Linked DNA regions of Mustela erminea: region 1 is linked to region 2. Evidence: chromatin contacts called from public Hi-C data. All regions are on one chromosome and are shown on one strand. The core of a region is the stretch at or near the end of the contact, and the rest is flanking DNA. Distances in the headings are between cores, read along the strand shown.

Region 1 (2,942 bases), core at 397-2,896, 200 kb before region 2:
AGCCCACCTTTATGCTTACTTAAAAAGATGCATTTCAAGAATTTCCTTAATGCTTCCTCTCTGCATTCTGAAAGCACAATCTTCCAAAAAGTGTTTACCCTAGACTAGACCACTAGGGGGTTCTCGTTCTTCTGAAACTTAACCATAGCCACCTTGTTTAGTGTTTACAGGATCTTTGACACAACAGCAGAAAGTGTTTAATGATCAATATTGCTATTCAAGTTTTAATACTGCACAGAAATAACTGCTACTGTTCAGAATCTGAAAGGGCCTCCAGTGGATCAGTAAAACCATACTCTAAAATGAGTATACCTGTTTATCGAAGTATACGTGAAGGTGATTGCAAAAAAACAACCGGGGAAGCAAAAAAAGAAAAGTGTCCTGAACACTTCAGCCTGCTATCTTCTTCCAGGCTATGGGGGAAAGAGCCACCAGGACACAGAAGATAGATCTCATTTTTCTTTTTCTTTTTTCTTTTTTTCTTTTTTTTTTCTTTTTTTTTTACTTTTGTGGATGCAGAATGAAAAGCAAAATGAATGGGACGTTTTCAAGATAGACTGAAGAAAGGGGGGCTCCGAGGCTTTGGGCTTCTCATATAGGTTGGGTCCTCGCTCTCTCTTCCCATCATATATAAAGTCGAGGACTTGCTAGCCACTTGCCCGGCCTCCGTCAGAGTTCTCCGTTATTTAACCTATCTTTAGCCCTGTTCTCAAACCCACCAAATGACCCACAGACCAGTTCTCTGTTCTCCCCCACGTTCCTCTTCGTCCTCCCAGGGCTTTCCCTGGCCCCGGGCTCAATTCCCTTACCTGACTGGATGGGCAAATCCCCAAGAATGGTATCCTCGTTGCTGAGGTCCAGGCATTCGGGCGGGTATCCGACGAGGATTCGCTGACAGCCGGGGGCGATCCCGGTGATGGCGGCAATTTGACTCTGGAGTTCCCGCACTCGGGTCCGGCTAGACAACCCCTGCAAAACATGGGTGCCATCCTTGGCCTTGCAGCGGAGCCGCCACATCGTGTCGGTCCAGCTGCCCAAAGGCCCCACAACCGTGGGGCCAGCTTTGGTCCCGGCAGCAGGTCGGCCAACGCCGCCGGGGCACCCTGCCGCCGGATGGACTCCAAAATGGCCACCCTTTGCCGGGCCAAACATCGCGAGAAATCGCTGGTGGCCACAGATCTCGCGATACTTTCCGGTAGCGTAAGCTTTAGGGCTTTAAGGAGCGCGAACTCTCTTAAAGTGACAACTAACTCACTGCGGCCAACCCTAGGGAGCCAAAGGATGAAGATTTATCCGTATTCCTAAAGTACCAGTGGCTTTGCTACCTGTAGAGTAAGTGCGGTGCCTTGTGCGTTGGCAGCATATATGCTCAAGGAAAGAGGGCGGAGGAAGGAGTCCTGAATCTGATACATCGGAATGTAACCTTGCGTTAGGTCGGAAGTTATTAAATTGGGGCTTCCAAATTACACGGCAAAAATAGAGTCATCGTTCAGAACGCAAACGAATCCCAGGAATGGCCAGTGAGTCAAAAGACCTGCCCAAACAACCAGACACTCGTGACCAGGCTCATGGCTGCAGCAAACATTGACTCATTGAGGTTAAGGAAACCGGACTGGCCTTGCCACCTTGACGCCGTAACTTGAAAAGGCCCATTTGCCACATCAGAAAGCGCAGTATGAGGTCAGCATCTGGGCCTAGGGCAATTGCTACATTTGGGTGGTAGCAGTATAAGGAGGAGGAGGGAAGAGGACTAACGTGTGTCATCAGGATTCCAGTTCAGGCCCTGGGTGTACTGATAGGAATACGACTCCATTCTTGACTTTAGTACTGCAAGTACTGTCATCGGGACAGAGGGTTGGGAGTAAAAGGTCCATAACCATTGAATTTCACAGCCACGTGATAATGCTAGACTATGTGACTTTTTCCAACCCTGTGTCCCTAGAACCAAGGACTCTGCCTCCCATATAAGTGCTCAATACAAACCTGCCGAATGGATAAAGGCAGTTGTTCTGGGGCAAATAAGGCAACCATAACGCAACACCTGGGAGTTGTAAAAAGCTCCAGAAGGAGACACCAGTGGAGCTGTTCTGAAGGATGAATTTAATCCCCAGCTGAAGGAGGCATAAAAACATTCCTCAATTTCCCTTTTCCAAGAAATCCACATTCCTTGTTCTTTTTCCATCCTGGATCCGAAGAAGCACGCCTGCATGGAGTGGGTTTATCAGGAGAATCAAGCATCATCAGAAGGGCCTGGGGGCCACGTGAGAAGTTCGCTGGAAATATGCAGTCTCACCTCTACTATAACAGCCTATGTCTACCTCTAAGTTATATGGAAGCTTTGCCTCTTTTGACCCCTTTTGTGATCCAATTTTTTGCTGAAGCTATGTTCCTTTTTTGGTTTTTCGAAACTACCCGAACAGATGGTATAGCATAGGAGGTAGGAGCGAGGATAACGGCGACGAGTAGAAGACCACTGGAGTATGCGGATGGGTCCGGGATGCAAGAGTAGTTGATTTTCTTAGACTACAGTGTCTGGCCGATGGGTAGGATGCAAACAGCTAAGGTGTCATCAGCTCAAGTACGGTGGTAGCTCACGTTAGCAACGCACCACCTTCTAAAGATCCCGTTCCAATTTATGGATGTAATAAGGTTCTCTGAGATTCAGGGAGGAAAGCGTTAACCTCCACAAGGTTTCCGCCACCGAAATGTCACATCCCCTCCAGATGTCCACTCTCGCGAGAGTATGAAAAAAAAGTCCTGCATTTTATTAACCCCGCCCCCAGCCCGAGGAGTTGCCTAGCAACGAGGCAACCAACCTCCACAGCTTGAGGAAACTTGGGAGCTTGCGATCTTCAGGCTTCGGTTTCTTCCACCTTCGCGAGCCAGCGTCAGCGATTCAGACTTGAGCCCCGCCCCAGGGAGCCTGCGGGCGCCGGATTGGC
Region 2 (2,700 bases), core at 49-2,548:
AGACTCCGCTAACCAGACTCAGGTTAATTACTAAAGGGAAATGTTCTTGGGGTTACTCTCCATGAAGAGGAGTAACTGGCCCTTCCATAAATGTCCTTTCCTGTTTCTGACAGGGACAGAGCCAGACCGGGGTGGGTGGGAGGGAAGACCTTTACTCTGACCAGCCTTATATAGATTTGTGCTGCCCAATGTAATCACCTGGAATTCTTTAAATAATCCTGCTGCCCCCTTCCCATCCCCAGAGATTCTAATCTAACTCGTCTGAGGTGTAGCTTGAGCCTCTGGATTTTTTTTTTTTTTTTTAAAGCTCCCCCGTGTAACTCTAATGTGTGGCTAGTCTTGCAAACCACTGGAATATATTTAACAAACCTTCCTCTTAAAACCACCACCCTATCATTTAGTTTTCTGGCGCTTGGTTTTTGTTTTGGCATTTTTCTCTCCTCCCATCACACAGGCACACTCCACAGGACAGTGCGTCTCTCCCGACAGTCTGACCAGAATAGTCCCAAAGCGGAATGCATGAGCTGTCCTCCCTGAATAAGGAGTACCCTGGCGAGAAAACTGATTCCCACCCAAAACATAGCATGAACAATGGTCACTCCCTGCTGTATTGCTTGACCTGTTTTCTTGGGCCATTTCCCACTTGCTGTTTTCAGATTACCGAGTGTGCTAGGAGACAACGCTGTTTTTTCCTATTTTTTCCTATCCCTTGTTGGCATCTGACAGACCTCCAGTTGAAGGCACCGGGTCCCTGGGTGGGCGCACTCTATGTTTCCAGGGGCTACTTGGGAACCCACCGCACTCTCTGCTCAGGCACTTTCTGTTCAGCCCGGCAGCACTCGGGAGCGCTGAATTACCTCTCAACCTAATGCAGATTTCCGGGCAGCAAAGCCCTTCCCACTTGAGCCACGCCCCTCTCCTCGGTTCCCCCCAGCGTTCTGTTTACTTGGAAAGCAGATATTTACACGTCCAGATGGGAGCTCTTCGCAGGCCCCGCCCTAGCAAAGAGAAAAAGAGAGTCCAGGCGACCGGCGGGGGAGCCCCACTCCCGGCCCATTATCCGCGGTCCCCAGTCCAGGGTCTCTAGGGGAGGCGACCGCGAGAGCACCCCTCCCCGGCGCTCGCGCGGCGCGGCACCTGGTGCCGGCACACTCTCCCCCGCCAGTCTCCTCGCCCCACCCTTTGTGATTCACAGCCCCAGCCCCGCCCAGGCGCTAATTTAACCCGCCTGGCGGTACAGCTAGGCGCTGCTGCTACTTACCGCTGCTTGCTGGAGCGAGCTTCCACTTAACTCCGGTCCCGGTCCCCGCGCGCCATGTGCCTCCTCGGCGGGCTCAGCGCCCCGCCGCTGCTGCTGCTGCCGCTGCTGCTGCTGCTGTGTCCGCCTACGGCGCAGGGTGAGTGGGGGCTGGGGGGGGCCCAGCCCCGCCGGGGGAACCCTGAGGCTGGGTGGGAGGGGCGGGATCCGTCTCCGTGACAACCGAGAAGTCTGGGGACCTGGGGAGGTGAGGAATGTGGGCATGGGTAAATTGTTCCCGTAATCCTCCACCCGTACGGCTCAGAGCGCCTACTAGCACGATCCCTTGGGGACGGGGACGGGATCTCCGCTGCTAACCTGCAGTTTGGGGTCTTGCTGAGCTGGACCCCAGCTGGCGTGACTTCGGGAGTTGGGGGGACCGTTGAGGAAGCGCGGGCTGAGTTGGCGGAGCAGGCACACCTGGGGAAGCCAAAGGGCTGGGCTCGAAGAGTGAATTCTCAGTCCCCCAACATCTCTTTAGCAGTGGGAGGCCACAGCTGACCTCTGTCGCCTCTTAAACGGAGTCCACTTGTGGGCTGCTGGGGACGCGGCATGTTAGCCCGTCTTCTCTAACAGGTGAGACGTTCCCCGGGGGCGTCTGTCTGTATTGTGCGCTTAGTGACAGGATCAATTCTAAACCGCTTTTTTTTTTTAAATATTGAAAGAAAAGGGTCGATTCCTTATTTTAATACTGAATTAATTGACAAGACAGGCAGCCTAGCAAGTCTTCGGTATGTCGGTTCAGCCACTGGATGGAAATGTTACCTGTGCCTCAGAAGCCTTTGGCTGCTTCCCTCACTCGTCTTGCAAAAAGAATGTTGCTCTGAACTGAAAAGTGTCATTTCCTTCAGTTCTGCTTTTCTTTTCTTTTATTTCCCTCCCTAGGTGACTGCAGCTTTCCCCCAGAGGTACCTAATGCCATACAAAGTGTGGGTGACCGCCAGAGTTTTCCTGAAGAAAGCACAGTAACATACAAATGTAAAGAAGGCTTTGTAAAAGTTCCTGGCAAGGCAGACTCCGTGGTCTGTCTCAACAATAAATGGTCAGAGGTGGCAGAATTTTGTAACCGTAAGCTCTTCATTTTTGTATATATACATTATGGGAATGGAATGTATCTGCTGCGTAGTTTACTTTTATCCCTCTTCAGCATGAGTGGTAATTGATAGTTTTCAAGCATTATGAAATCCCAGGGTATGTATACCTGGCATTTCCCGCTGCAGCTAATTGACATTCCTCCCCAGAATAGATCCTGCTTCTTCATTAACAGGTTTGGGCTTTCTGAACTAATAGAGAAAATAACTCCTGAACTCCTGAACTAATAGAGAAAATAAACAATAGGTACAATTTAGGGAGTACATTATATATGAATATGTTTGGCAATCACCCCGTGACACATAACATAG

Evidence for each region. Hi-C and Micro-C count contacts between places; a contact is called where the count stands out from the background.
Region 1: a contact with region 2 is called in a Hi-C map of fibroblasts, with 5 times the contacts expected there. The contact joins the promoter of PFKFB2 here to the promoter of CD55 in region 2. A contact is called at or near these places in 2 of 3 Hi-C or Micro-C datasets (fibroblasts and spleen).

The regions. Positions count from the first base shown.
Region 1 is chr17:37,698,291-37,701,232 of mMusErm1.Pri, reverse strand. PFKFB2 (6-phosphofructo-2-kinase/fructose-2,6-bisphosphatase 2) reads left to right here and starts at 1,646. Exons shown (of 16, transcript XM_032316985.1): 1 at 1,646-2,942. It overlaps C17H1orf116 (specifically androgen-regulated gene protein), which reads right to left and starts at 1,466. Exons shown (of 5, transcript XM_032316982.1): 1 at 1,326-1,466; 2 at 810-969. The coding sequence starts at 1,363.
Region 2 is chr17:37,494,500-37,497,199 of mMusErm1.Pri, reverse strand. It overlaps CD55 (complement decay-accelerating factor), which reads left to right and starts at 1,298. Exons shown (of 11, transcript XM_032319247.1): 1 at 1,298-1,397; 2 at 2,183-2,365. The coding sequence starts at 1,316. LOC116576753 (a long non-coding RNA gene) reads right to left here and starts at 1,925. Exons shown (of 3, transcript XR_004280272.1): 1 at 1,616-1,925; 2 at 858-1,497.